2 separate regions of the Rattus norvegicus genome follow, and region 2 is linked to region 1. The links are chromatin contacts, called in public Hi-C maps. All regions are on one chromosome and are shown on one strand. Each heading gives the region's core, a stretch centred on a gene start, on an enhancer-like site or on the middle of the called end of the contact. The rest is flanking DNA. Distances are from core to core; before and after follow the strand shown.

What was found. Hi-C and Micro-C count contacts between places; a contact is called where the count stands out from the background.
Region 2: a contact with region 1 is called in a Hi-C map of Schwann cells, with 2.6 times the contacts expected there. The contact joins the enhancer-like site here to the promoter of Celsr2 in region 1. A contact is called at or near these places in 3 of 12 Hi-C or Micro-C datasets (Schwann cells, kidney and mammary epithelial cells).

Annotation. Positions count from the first base shown.
Region 1 is chr2:198,736,499-198,743,956 of GRCr8, forward strand. It overlaps Celsr2 (cadherin, EGF LAG seven-pass G-type receptor 2), which reads right to left and starts at 4,884. Exons shown (of 34, transcript NM_001191110.1): 1 at 1,575-4,884. The coding sequence starts at 4,884.
Region 2 is chr2:198,782,872-198,790,329 of GRCr8, forward strand. Elapor1 (endosome-lysosome associated apoptosis and autophagy regulator 1) reads right to left here. Exons shown (of 22, transcript NM_001427832.1): 14 at 6,776-7,039; 15 at 4,882-5,055; 16 at 3,141-3,321; 17 at 1,998-2,094; 18 at 1,502-1,603. Among named protein-coding and RNA genes, the nearest start is that of Sars1, 17 kb to the left of the region's middle. Within about 2 kb of position 4,015, at least 3 of the 93 cell types and tissues checked have an H3K27ac peak or open chromatin away from gene starts, as enhancers often do. A contact at or near this core is called in Schwann cells, where this site is marked.

The DNA of each region.
Region 1 (7,458 bases), core at 3,634-6,133:
CTGGTGAGGAAGCAAAGGCTAAGCAGAGCTGTCCTCCACACGGGCCCTAGGAATCTAGCCGGATTCACCACTGAAGGCTGTGGATGGGAGAGCGGGAGGGAGAGGCCGTCTTCTGCCTCTCGTGCCAGGCTCAGGTGAGGGTGCTCCTAGCTTCCTTCTCCTGGAGGGGAACTGAGGCTTCAGGTGGTTTACAGCCTGACAAGCCATAGCCTTGGAGAGCTCCTTCTCCCTGGTCTTTGCAGCCACCTGAGGGGTGGGATCAGGAAGTGTCTGTCCAGTAAGAAGTATGAGCAGGAAAGGGGCGAAGGCCATCTTCCCCTCCCTGATGTGTAGGACTGCCTGGAGTAGGCCACATAGTCTCACCCCTGGAAAAACTTAACAGTTCCTCCTCCAGCCCCAACTCCCAGACTCAGGAAAGGTCTTGGCTACTGAGTCTGCCCCCTCCCGCCTTGCTTCTCATCTCCAGAGCTGACAGAAGGGATAGAATACTATCACCCAGTCCTGCTTCCCTCCCCAGTCCTGCTGTCTGGGGGGGCTGAGCGCTTGACCAAGCTGCAGGAATGCCCAGGCTGGGTTCTGGCCAGGCTCCCACGCCCCTAGAAATCTGTTCTCTCTCCACCAAGTCAGGGCCCTGGAGTCTCTGCCCTCAAAGAGCAGTAGTCCTAGTGCACTCTGAACCCCGTGTCTGTTCTCCTGAGGCCATGCCATCATGGTCAGCAGAGAAGACCTAGCACCCCAAGAACAAGCCACGGGGGGTGGGGGAGCCCAAAAAGTCCATCTGCCCTGGCTTTGTTGCAGCCCTTCCCCCAAGCCAGACCCCAACCAAGAACTCAGGGCAGTGAGGTCTGTCTGGACAGAGACAATGAGCTCTGACTCTACTTCCTGCCTGGAGCTCTGAAGGGGGAGCCAAGGCAGGCTCTTTCTGCCTGGAGGGAAAAGGAATGCTCTAGACAAAGTCCAAGTCAGTTTCTGCAGCTCTACTGAGAACCAGAGTGGGGGAGAGGAGGACGGCAGGGTCCTGACCCCCTTGGTGGAATCCTGTGTCTCTGGTAGCCCTCTGACCTGCCAAAGGCTGTGTGAGATCACAGGGTGCCATGAGGGTGACAGGGTGCTGAGGAACCGATTTGCCTCCCCCTCCACCCCATCCCCTGCCAGCCAAGGTCTTCCCACCCCCTCCCCCTCCCCTTTCCTCTCTCCCAGCTCCCCTCTCCTCTCTCCCAGCTCTGGGGCCTTCAAGGCTTCCACGCGCCCTTTTTTTTTTTTTCACAATTCTTGGCAGCCAGAGCCAGGGCAGCCTCACAACGCTTCCCCCACCACGTCACAGTCTGGTAGGCAGGGGGCAGCCAACCAAAGCAGCCCAGCCCAGCCTGGGGCAGCAGGCGGGGCCTGCGCCAGCTGCCAGGATTCCTGGGGTTTCTTCTCAGGCCAGGTTCCTGATCTCACAACTTCTGAGCTATCCACAGGGTGGAGAGCTGGGTCACCAGCCCCTCTTGGAAGGCCCACCACCTCCAGTGGCTTCCAAGACCTCCCTAAAGGACTATTCCCACCCCAACATCACTGGGCATCTTCCTTACCTGACACCAGCACACTCATGATGGCTTCCAGGGGCCGGTTGTTGTCCAGTGCCCGGCTCAGTCTCAGCTCACCGGTGGAGGCATTGAGTAGGACCAGGCTGAGTTCATTTCCTCGCTCAAAGCTGTACGTCAGGCTGTCTGAGATATCGGGGTCATGGGCAGGCACGCGGCCTATAGCACCCCCAGGGAAGCTGCTCGAGCGGTTGGTGACATAGTTGTTGAAAAGAATCTCAAAGTTGCCCAGCACTGGCGGGTTATCATTGCGGTCGAGGAGGCGGACATGGACAGTAGCCCTGCTCACCAAGGGAGCAGACGTAGCCTGGATGACCAGGATATATTCAGGTCGGTCCTCGTAGTCCAAATCTACGAGGGCCGTTAGCTCGCCCGAGAAGATGTCCAGCTGAAAGACCTCAGGGATATTGCCCTCCACTATCTGGTACATGATCTGTGCATTGGTCCCTTCGTCTGGGTCGGTGGCTGTGACCCGGGCCACAGCCAGTCCGATGGGGCTGTTCTCTTCCACAAATACATCAAACTCATCCTGTTCAAAGACGGGGGGATTGTCATTCACATCCAGTACAGTAACTGTCACTTCCATGGGTGTGCGGGCTGGCGGCATCCCCTTGTCCACCGCGTACGCTCTCAAGATGTACTGGGCCACATTCTCACGATCCAGCCTCCGCAGTGTGCGCACGATGCCTGATGTGGACTCTACAATAAAGTCACCATCTCCATCGTCCCCTCCTTGGAAGGTGTAGAAAACCCTGCCGTTCAGACCGGAGTCGCGATCGGTGGCTGAGATCTGCAGGACGCTGGTGAAGGGTGGCACATCCTCATAGACACTCCCCTGGTAGGAATCTCTGAGGAACTGGGGGGCATTGTCATTCACGTCATTTACCAGGATCTCCAGGTAGGTTGTGTCCGACTTCTGGGGGATGCCATTGTCCCGAGCGGTGATGGCCAGGGTGTAAGACACCTGATCTTCATAGTCCAGCTCAGCCTGGGTGGTGACGGCCCCAGTGTCTGCATCGATGCGGAACTGAGGGATGCTGTCCTCCATAAAGTAGGTGATTCGGGCATTCTCCCCTGTGTCCTCGTCTGTAGCACTGATCAGCACCACTGTGGTGCCTGCTGGCCGGTCTTCATTAACATTCACCGTATAGTGGGAGCTCTGGAAGACGGGACGATGGGTGTTGGCATCAGTGACATTCACCACGATCTGAGCTGTGTCCTGCCTTGTGCCATCCGAGGCAGTCACGGCCAGCACATACTGCCGCTCGAGTTTGTAGTCCAGCGGTAAGGCCAGGGAGACCAGGCCACCCCCGCTTTGGCTGGTGATAGAGAAGCGGTTGCGGGTGTTGCCGCTGGTGATCTGGTAGGTAATGACACTGTGAGCATCTCGATCCACGGCTGACACCGTCACCACACTGGTGCCCACAGCCGCGTCCTCGTTGAGCCGCACCGTGTACTCCGGCTGCGTAAAGGTTGGGTTGTTGTCATTGACATCCAGGATGGTTACACTGACACTGGCTGAGGCGGTGAGTGCTGGGGTGCCGTGGTCCCTGGCTTCTACTCCGAAGCTGTAGAAATCAACCTCTTCCCGGTCCAACTCCGCGGCCACCGAGATCCAGCCTGTGCCGTTGTTAATGGTGAAGGGGAAGTCGTGCCCAACCCCAGCCAGGCTGTATTCGAGGCGGGCGTTCTCTCCGGCATCAGCATCAATCGCTTGGACATGCAGAACCAGGTAGCCTAAAGGTACACTCTCTAGGACCGTGGCCTGGAAAGGGGTGCTGACAAAGATGGGGGCGTTGTCATTGATGTCTAGGACCTGCACGGTTACTAGACCGGAGACGTTGGAAAGTGGAGGCCGGCCACCATCCTGGGCCCGGATCCGCAGTGTATATTCTTTGGTTGTCTCATAGTCGAGTGGGCTCACCACATCCAGGGCTCCAGTCTGAGCATCCAGATAGAACTGTCCCCGAGCGTTGCCGCTCATGATACTATAGTGCACCAGGGCGTTGCTGCCCTTGTCTCTGTCCGAGGCCGTGACTCGGAGAACGGGGGCTCCTGGGGTCACATCCTCCCGCACCTGAACCACGTAGCGCTTCTCGCTAAACTGGGGGGCGTTGTCATTATCATCTTCCACAGACAGGAAGACGACAGCTGTGGAGCTCCGTGGGCCTGGGTCCCGACCCTGGTCACTCGCCTCCACTATCAATTTGTAGGATTCCACTTCTTCCCGATCTACGGGGCCGCGGGTTCGGATCACCCCAGAGCGAGGATCGATCTCAAAGACTTCTGAGGGGCTGCCTCCAGGCCCCTCCAGCAGGCGGTACAGAATGTTGGCATTAGGAGGGGCATCGCCATCGGTGGCCCTGACTGTAAGCACCTCATAGCCAACCTCCAGGTTCTCCCTGAGGCTCTCCTTGTATTCTTGCTGCTCAAAAACAGGGTCGTGATCATTGGTGTCAGTCACTAAGATAGTAAGTGTGGCCAAGGCACTCCGTCGGGGCATACCATGATCCTGTGCGGTGACCCTGAAGACATGGGTGCTCTTGGTCTCCCGATCCAGCTCCTCAGCTGTGGTGACAGCACCAGTGATTGGGTCCAAGGAGAAGAAATGATTGGAGCGGCTATCAAAGAGGGCATCCATGGTGTACTCAAGTCGACCCGCCTCACCCTCATCGGGATCAATGGCTCTTAAGGAGGCAACAGAGGTACCAGCAGGCTGGTTCTCGGGCACTGTGGCCTGGTAGCTGGGAGGCTGGAACTGGGGAGCTGTATTCACATTCCTTTTCCTGCGCCCACCCATAGATTCCTCTCGTGATCCTTCCCCAGCCCTGAGCCCTGGGGCCTGTGCCAGCTTGCAAGACTGGCATCTGAGCCGTGGGGCCTTTAAGCAAGGGTGTTCTTGAGGCAGGGTCAGCGTGCCTTGTGGAGAAAGGTGTCCTCCGATACCCAGGAGTCGACAGCTCCAGGGGCAGCCTTCAGAGGATGGCGGAAGAGGGATATGAGCCCCTGATTCTGGACACCAAACCCTCAGGCCATCGTGATGGGGCACCAGGTGGCCGGTCAGCTCAATGCCCGAATCTCTGCAGCGGCTGGTGTAGAGCCAGAGGTTCGAAGCAGAGGCTGGGCAGAGCCAGCCCACGGGGGCGCAGGCCCCAGAGGAGCCGCGTCCCCCGGACCCCAGAGAACGACAGGGCCCCACTTGATCTCCCAGTAGTGGCGACGGCGGCAGCAGCAGCAACAGCAGTAGCAGCGGCAGCAGTGGCGTTGGGAGGGGGGCGCTGGCAGCCCGGCTCCGCATCTCTCCCCGCTCCCGGCCAGCCGGGTCAACAGCCGCGGCGGCTCTTCCTCCGGCTCCTGCCGGCCCCGCCGCGCCTCATGCCCGGGCCGGGGCGCCGGTCCCCGGGGGCCACCTGTACGTCCCACTGGGCCTGCACCCAAATGGCTCGGCGGGGCCGCGCTCTCAGCCCACGATGCGCCGGGCTCCCACCACTCTCGAAGCCGGGCCCGCTCCCGAGTCAGCGCGACCACTGCGGGTTCACACTGCGCTTCCACCTGCGCTCTGGGCGCTCTCTACCTGCGCCCGAGGGCCGCGAGGATCTCTAGCTCTGCCGGGTCCCCGGGTCCCGAGCCCCAGAATGTCCCCTCCGCCCGCGTGAGATCGCCCACCTGCGTCTGAGGAGCCGCGCGCTCCGGCCGGGGTCCGGCTGCCAACGACCGCCCTGCGCCGCCCACTCGCGCCCTGCGTCCCTGCCGCTGCCGCTGCCGGTCGCCGCGGTCCCGGGCCGAGACCCGCGTTCCCTCGCCTCCCGGGCGGGCGGGCGAGCTCTGCAGAGCAGCGGCGGTGGCGGCGGCGGCTCATTACCATAGACCTGCTCGCGCCGCCGCGGTCTTAAAGCGGCGACGCCCAACGCGCAGAAGGAGGTGGGCCCCACCCAGCGCCCTCTTCTGCATGGTTGATCTAAGTAAGATTCCCGCCTCTCGTAGCATTTTTCTTCCCAACACATCAGACTTGCTCCTTGCCAGTCCCTACTACAGCTTAAAGAGGAACGAACAATCGGAAACCACACAGGGAATTGATACTCTTGTGGAGTTCTATGGCTCGTGCTCTTTCAAAACATTCTGAATGTCTGCAGAAGGGGAATAGGGATGGATGGATATAGACACACACAGGCAATTTTCCAGTCAATCCCCGAGAGCCCTTGTTGCTGTTTCATTCTACGGTTCCCGGGTCAGAAGTAAAGACGACGTTACTCTGACACTACAAAGTCTCCCCCAGAAACCAGAAGTTGTGCTCTCACTTGGATGTCTTAGACAAAAGGACCCCTGTTTTTGGATACCTCTTGGGTACCACATAGCAGGTCAGTGAATTAGAGTGTCCAGAGCAGCAAGTACACTATCACTGCCAGATTCCTAGGGTCAAGATGAGTTGGTTCCAAAGGATCCAAGCTCCCTAGGTCTTAGGACTTTGTGGCTCCACTAACTGATAGTCAGGCTTGCGGTCTAATAAATAAATAAATCTTAAAAAAAAAAAAAAAAAAAAAAAAAAAGCTGGGCACAGCCTCACCAACGTGATGGCCTAACATGAGCTGAATAAGGACCCTGACAATAGACAGACCAGAGAAAGACCAGGAGACTTCAGCCCTCTCTGAGTGGGAGGATAGAATTTCCCAGGGAAGAGCACAGCGATCTGTACTTCTGTACCAGTGGTCAGTCCTGAAAACTGCATACAAGCAACACTGTACAGATGCAACAGGCTGTAATTTAGAAATGGATATGGACAGACATATGTGCATAGAACAGCAATTAATGAAAAAAGAGGTCATGGATTTGAAAGAGGAAAAGGAGGGGTATATGGGAAGGTTTGGAGGCAGGAAAGAGAAGAAAGAGATGATATAATTATACTATAATCTCAAAAATAAAAAATAATTAAAAGGCTGGACACTGTAGCAAACATCTTTTACATCAGTGTTAGGGAAGCAGAGACTGGAGGATTCTAAGGGCTTGCTGGCCAGCCAGTCTGTCCTACCTGGTGACTCAGAATCAGATTCTGTCTCAAAAATACCAAATATCAACCTCTATACTTCATAGGTGCAGGCGTACGCACGCAGTGCTCTCATGCTCTCTCTCTCTCTCTCTCTCTCTCTCTCTCTCTCTCTCTCTCTCCCCCCCCCCCTCTCTCTCTCCAGGTCTAGTGGAACACTTGGGAAGGAAAAACAAGGGGATCAGGAATTCAGGGTCACTCTTAGCTACAGATTGAGGCTACACGGGATATAGCTCAGTGCTTGCCTAACTGTACAAAGTTCTAGATGAATTCTCTAGTCCTGGGCGGATGAATTATTTAGGAGAATTTTTAGGGGCTGGAGAGATGGCTCAGTGGTTAAGAGCACCCACAAGGCAGCTGATTACCAGCTGTCACCTTAACCCCAGGGGGACCCAATGCCCTCTTCTGGCCTGCATAAACACAGAACATAAACATACATGCAGGCAAAATACCCTACATATAAAAAAAAAGGCAAGCTGGGCATGGTAGGCTACACCTGTAATCACAACACTCATTTGGGAGGAAGAAGCAAGTGATTTCTGTGAGTTTAAGACCATCTAAGGCTACATAGTGAGACCCTGCCTCAAAATTAGTTAATTAATTTCTTTTATTACATTTACCTATAATGTTTTTCCATTTTTTTTTACTAATTCCTTGTCTTATTACGTGTGTATGAGATGTCTTTTAATTTAATTTTGTTTCCTTTCTTCCTTCCTTCCTTCCTTCCTTCCTTTCCTTTTTGGCATAGTCTTCCTGTGTAGCCTTGACTGGCCTGGTACTTGCTCTAAGACCAGACAGGCCTTAAATTCACATAGCTCAGCCTTCCTCTGC
Region 2 (7,458 bases), core at 2,765-5,264, 46 kb after region 1:
CATTCTGTAACCTAGACAGGCCTTACACTCAGTAATGCCATGTCCTGGCCTCCCAAGTGCTGGTAATGTATGGATGAGTCACCATGGCCATCTGACAGTTTAGTCTCCCATATGTCTGCCTGTTTCTGCTGATGTCAAAGGAGAGCTCTATCTAAGATGTCTGGGTTCCAGAACCCCTAGGAGGCTCCTGTTCTCTCACGGACGTGCCACATCTGACAATGGCTATTTTTATACGGCTGCCTGGTTGTGGGGTTGTAGTTGAGATGGTGTTCAGGTGTAGCTATGTGCTATGCCTGAGCTTGGGTCCTGCTCCTCAGGAGATGTCCACTTTGTTTTGGGAGGACCTGGGACATGCTGATTAGGCTGGGTTGGCTTGTCCAGTGAGCTCCACAGATCCACTGTCTCCAGCTGTCCAACACTGGGATTCCACGTGTGACACCATGCTTGGCATGGGACTTAGGTGCTAAGGAGCAAACTCAAGTCTTCATGCTTGTGCACTGAACACTTTCAGTACTAAGCTATTTCCTCAGCCCTGGCTTTTGCTATATATATAACTCTGTGTGTGTGTGTGTGTGTGTGTGTGTGTGTGTGTGTCTGTCTGTCTGTCTGTCTGTCTGTCTGTCTGTGTGCATTCCAATGCAGGTGTGTGTGCGCGCACGTGTGCGTGTGCATGTGCGTGTGTGTCTGTCTGTCTGTCTGTCTGTCTGTGTGCATTCCAATGCAGGTGTGTGTGCGCGCACGTGTGCGTGTGCATGTGCATGCGTGTGTGTTCTGTTCTGTTTTGTTTTTTAAGATAGTGTCTCCTTTAGTCCAGGCTGACATTGAATTCATTATGTAGCTGAGATCAACCTCAACTGGGGCACAAACTCTGGTCTTTACATGGAGAGGTGAGGACCAGGGAAAGCTAGTCAAGGTAGCAATGTTCTAGTCTAACTTAAAAAACAAAAGAAGCAAAGCAAACACATGCTGGGACCTCCTTCAGGGAAGGGAACTCTCTGACAGGTCCTTCATATTTCTCCCTGCCCAGTATATAATGGCCCCGGGAATATGCAAAACTTCAGTCTGTATCTTCTGAGTACAGGGTTACAGGCGAGCACTCCTGTGCTTTGCTTTGCTGTGCGTGATTATTTACCACGGTCAGGAGACTTTTGTTCTACTTCCTCATTAGTGACAGAGCAAATATCCTGTCCCTCCCCACTTTTGAGACAAGAGGTCGCTATGTCATCCTAGTGGCCTAAACCTGATATGCAGACTAAGCTGGCCTCCACCTCAGAGATCCTTCTTCTCTGCCCACCAAATGCTGGGATTAAAGCCATGCCCCACCACACCCTGCTTAGTTTTTTACTTCAAGTTAAGATCTAGGGGCCATGTGCCCCCAAGAGCCCATGAATGGATCTAAAATGATTTTTTTCTTTTTAAAAATAGTATCTGTGTCTTGGGATGGAGGGAGTCCTGGCAAGAGCAGGCTGTGGCCAGTGCAGCCTCCCTCCACAGAGGTCACCTGGGTAGCCGAAGGGTACCAGGTGTAGGTTTCATGGGGTTGCATCTGAGACGAATGGTGGTTGATCTTCCAGAGCTGCAGGACTGAGTCACATCATTGGATCTGTAGTGAAAGCCAACACCATGAGGGAAGGGCCCACTCTGCTGTCACTGGGGAGCCAACACGGGGTGATTTGGGCAAGTAGGGATTCAAGTTCTCCTTATGTGGAGAGAGTGGAGACCAGGGAAATCTAATCCAGGGGGCAAGGCTCTGGACTGAGAAAGAAAAGGCTGGCACATACTGGGACCTCCTTAAGGGAAGGGAAGTCCGTGGCAGCTCCTCCATCTTTCTCCTTGACCTGAGCACACAATGGCCCCAGGAATACGCAAAAGGCTCATACCAAGCGACAGCAAGCTTTAACTCCGATGACTGGGCAGCCTTAGACCTCCATCAAGCCTGAGCAGGCTTGACAAGTAGGAGGTAGTAGGAGAGTCCGAGCCTGGTCTTTCATCCTCACCTGAAAAAGAAGACTACGTCCGGGATCCCTGGGGTCTCTGGGTGAAAAAGTTCAGCTGGGGAGACGATTCCTTCCAAAGCCATGTCTATTGACACTCCTGTCAAACCAGAGCTCCCGATTAGTTCTTGCTCATAGAACTGGTGACCACCTCAATCCTTCAAGGTCTGTCAACAACCAACCTTTACTTCATCATATCACTGAGTGGCTCATGCAAAAGTGAACCCTGGGTTTATCAGAGATGTCAGGGGCACATGGAATGGAATTAAAAAAGATCAGGAGGTTGGGCCCCTCACATGAGGCCTTCTAGCCACCAGTCCCTTACTCATTAATACAGAGAGAGAGAGAGAGAGAGAGAGAGAGAGAGAGAGAGAGAGAGAGAGACAGAGACAGAGAGAGACAGAGAGAGACAGAGACAGAGACAGAGACAGAGACAGGCAGAGAGACAGAGACAGAGGGACAGAGACAGAGGCAGAAACAAACAGAGAAAAAGAGATACATAGACACAGAGACACATAAAGACATACACAGGGGCTGGAGAGATGGCTCAGTGGTTAAGAGCACTGACTGCTCTTCCAGAGGTCCTGAGTTCAATTCCCAGCAACCACATGCTGGCTCACAGCCATCTGTAATAGGATCCGATTCCCTCTTCTGGTGTGTCTGAAGACAGCTACAGTGTAGTTATATAATAAATAAATAAATCTTTAAAAAAAAAAAAAGGCTGTAGAGATGGCTCAGTGGTTAAGAGCACTGACTGCTCTTCCAAAAGTCCTGAGTTCAATTCCCAGCAACCACATGGTGGCTCACAGCCATCTGTAATGGGATCCGATGCCCTCTTCTGGTGTGTCTGAAGACAGCTACAGTGTAATCATAAAGATAAAATAAAGAAATAATTAAAAAAAAAAGACATACACAGACACACAGAGACCTACACAAACACAAATACACAGAAACACACAACGACATAAATGCAAACACAGATAGATACATACACACATATACACACAGATACACAGAGACACATTCATAAACATAGACACACAGAGAGACATACGCATATATACAAAAAGACACACACACACACACACACACACACACACACACACACACACATGCTCAAGCAAGCTGGGTAACTGGATTACTCACCAACAAGTCTGTCAGCAAGGCTGACTGGCTGTGAGGATACCCCAGCCTTGTAGCCCATCACCTCAGAGGGGATGATGACCACCTGGCAGACATAGGCTGTGACGGACTTAGAGAAACCGGCCTCGCCCTCAGGGATCCGGAGGTCAGTGACATTGTCTGTGCATACAGACATCTTTTTTCCCTGGTAAGGCACATATGGAAGAAAGCCAATGACCACAGAAGAGTCCCAAGAGGGGATAGGGAACTTTTTACCATGCATCTAAAAGGTAAGCGTCCCTATCCTATGCTGCAGTAGAATGATTCTCACAAGAAGATTGAAGAGGAGGAGGGGACGGGGGTGGGGGAGAAGGTAAAGATTTGTCCCAGTTTCTAGACACTGGCCTTGTACTTCCCTGTGGTCACCTCCACTGTGCTGGTAACCACTGCTTTGGAGTTCCAACCAATTGGTCAGGGGTGGGGGGGGGTCCCTCTGCATCTAGGTGCATCCTCAAGAGCTATGCAACTGAGCCCTGAGGCCAGTGACATTTACTGGAACATTTGGGCTGACTTATGCCCCTTCTTGTCTCCCTTGGTGCTGTGGTTCAGTGTCTGTCTTGGAAGCACTGTCTGGACAGACTCCAAGGGGTTCAAACAGGCCGGACGACTTGAGACAGGATGTCTGAGGAGCAGTCAAGTCCCCTGCCTTTGGTTTTGTTTTGATGGGATTTTGCTAAATAGCCCAGAGGGACTTGGAACTAACGTTATCCTGCTTCATCGCCCCCCACCCCCAAACGTGGGATTGTCTGGATTAACCTTTGGAGGGAGGGGAGGTTCTGGGAGAGTGAACCCGGGGCCTTATGACTGCTACACTGTTCTGGCTTCTCAGCCGTACTCTCAGCCTCTCCCTTCTGTTTTATGAAAGAACAGAATAAAACAAAGCAAACTGTGTGTGAGAGAAGGAAACTAGCTTCTCCAGGCTTTTTTTTTTTTTTTTTTTTTTGACATATTTGCTTTGCACAGCCTGGCCTCAAATTCCAGATCCTCCTGCCTCAACCTTCTGAGGGCTGGGATTGTTTCTGTGCCACCATGCCTGGCACCTCTGGTCTTTACTAGCCTTGCCGTGACCAGCCATGGAGATGAGTGTATACCTTGCACTTGGGAGGCTGAAGCAGGATTAGAAGGACACATATCCTAGATTCCCCACATTACCTCTCCCAGCTCCCTTTGAGAAGCTGCCTACAATTGTTTAAACCTCTTTAATTCTCTCTTTCCTCAATGGCCTCAAAGATTCTGTGGTGTTGTTTGTTTTTTTTTGTTTGTGTTTTTCTTTCTTTGTTTTGTTTTGGGCTTTCTTTTTTTTTTCTTTTCTCCATCTTTATTAAATTGAGTATTTCTTATTTATATTTCAATTGTTATTACCTTTCCTGGTTTCCAGGCAAACATTCCCCTAGCCTCCTCCCCTTCTTTATGGGTGTTCCCCTCCCTATCCTCCTCCCATTACCGCCCTCCCCCCAACAATCCCGTTCACTGGGGTTCAGTCTTAGCAGGACCCAGGGCTTCCCCTTCCACTGGTGCTCTTACTAGGCTATTCATTGCTACCTATGCAGTTGGAGTCCAGGGTCAGTCCATGTATAGTGTTTGGGTAGTGGCTTAGTCCCTGGATGTTTTGGTTTTCATGTTTTGTTTTGTTTCTTCTTCCTGTGCTCACATCTGGTCTCCAGTCCACTTTCCAGTACTCAGACTGCTTGCTCACACAGCTTACCTGGTTTCCACAGAGACTCAGCGTGAAATGATGAAAATACTTCAACCCCTTTGAAGTGAAGCTGGGTGCGCCTGCCAGAGAGACAGTGCCTGCCAGAGCTGAGAAGTTGTAGTTGAAAGTCCTGCTGGGAGTGTTCCGGGAGAAGGTGCAGTCATTGTAGCAGAGAGAGTGGACCTGAGGGGGAAAGGGTCCAGTCAGTGGCGAATCTCAGGCCTTGAGAGCTGCAGTGGAGTACAACAGACCTCCCCACAACCTGTTCCAGCCGGAGTGAAATTAAAGAAGAGGAAGGAAAGACTGAGGTGGACACTAAAAGAAGGGAAGCAGACCCCTATCGGGTCTACCTTGCTCTTGCTTATTGGCATATGTAAGATGAACACATCTGAAGTGGGTTCCTATATAATTGCCTGTGGTGGCTATCATGAAAGACTGACAGAAGCACCAGTGTGCAGGCTCTTACAAGGACGCCCCTATACATACACAAAAGACTTTTACAAGGACATCTGCCCAGCCACTGTCCACTCAGCCTTGGACTGATGCCACTTTCTTGTTAGTCGTGGTGGCCAACGATCCCTGTTCCAATATGTCTGACACACTTTTCATTCATGTCTCAAAGTCTTTGAATAGACCTATGATTTACTGTGGCACACGTACTCCACTGTTCCCAGATGCCAGTATTCACTGGAGAGCCTCTGTCTGACCTTGTTTTCAGTGGTGCTAGGGATCAAACCTAGAGCCTTGTGCAGGCTGGGCATGTGCTCTGTGACCAAGCTTGTCTTTCAAGCACAAGACAGCAGGGCCTTAACTTAAATAAGTGCTCCAGAGTGGCAAGAAAGAGACTTCCATTCTTCCCCCGACGTTCAGCACACACACGGCCATTTCAAACACTGAAACGCTTCCTTTTGCTGGAGTTCTCTGTAGGAAACTGAGCTGTGGAAGGAGCTTCCCTTCCTATTCCTTGTATGGTAGGGACCTCAGTCAGAGGCAGTCTGACATGTTGTCATTCTCTCCACCAGCAGCAGAGGGAGCTCCAGGGGAAGAAGACTATGGAGAGTGTCCCAGGTACCCCCTAAAACAGTGGTCCTCAACCTTCCTAATGCTGTGACCCTCTAAGACTCCAAACCATAAAATTATCTTCGTTGCTACCTCATAACTGTAAGTTTGCTACTATTATAAATTGTGATATAAATATCTGATATGCAGCCCCCTCTTAATGGTTGAAAACCACTGCCCTAAGAAATTTTGAAGGGTCTGTACAATGAATGAACACACTTTGCAGATAAATAGAGCAAGACTGTATCGTGTTTGAAGTTAGTCTGGCCTACATGGGACCTGGTCTCATAAGTACGTAAGCAGTAAGTGTAAGTCAATGGCTAAAGTCTGATAGATGTCTCCCTGGTGTGACTGGCAGAAAACAAATTAATTCTAAATGCTGATGACTATCTAAGACCCTTTCTTCATATGTACTTTATATATCCATCGAGCTGAGAAGCCCCCTGGTTGGAGGGCAGCTATGCCGATTAACTGTAAGTACCAGCAAAGGTTGACTCACCTTCCTAAACAGAGGGAGCAGATCAGATTACTGTGCTAATGACCTAAATTTGGGCCACAGACCCCACTATTTCTTCCCTTCAGGTCTTTGTGTAGATGCCAAACCTCTGGACCACAGGGGCACTAATCTTCACCAACTGAAGATGTGACTTGCCTGCTACAGAGGAAAGACAAGACCTCCTGCTAAGAGCTCACCGCCCACAGTCACATCCAGGTTAGTGCCCTTCACAGCAACCTGAGCGTGGGAGTGGGGTGGGGGTCTCCGGGGGGGGGGCATGCGGGTATCAGCCTTAGAGAATCCCAGTAAGAACCCAGCACCCGTGCAAGCCGGGCAGACTGGTAGCACCTTGTTGTTCTTGGTCCCTGGACCACAGGGCACACAGGCCTGTGCACCATAAGGCTGGTGAGCTTTCAGGATGGTGTTAGAGGGACAGAGGTGGCAGGTCCCAGAATCCCGGTTGATATAATGGCCAGCAGGACAAGAGGTGCAGGAGGAGCCCAAATCAGAGGCTTCTAGGGCACAGGGACGGCAGTAGGAGGCCACACCCCCCATGACGTTGGTGACATTGATCGAGTAGATCTTGGCGACATCATTAGTATACTTTCTGCCCTGGAGTTAAGGAAACAAAAGCCGAGAAAGGAGAGGCCTGAAGCAGCAGCAGCCATAGGAAGAACAGAGTACTGTGTCATTGTGTCTTATAAAAACGTAGTTTATTTTCACTTGTGCGTGCACACGTGTGTATGTATATATATGTGTATTTGAATGTACAGGCACATATATAAGCATGCATGTAGAAGCCAGATGTGGACATCAGACATTCTTTTTATCACTATCTCATTTTTTGAAACAGGGTCTCTAACTGAACGAACTGTCTCATGTCCTGGTTTTTACATGGATGCCAGAGGTCAAACCCAGGTCCTTGGGTTCCATCACAACAGCTGGCACTGACTGAACCACTAACAACATCTTTCCCACTTTATTTAGTGGTGGCTCTTTGTATGATAATTAAAGGTGAACGACACTAAAAA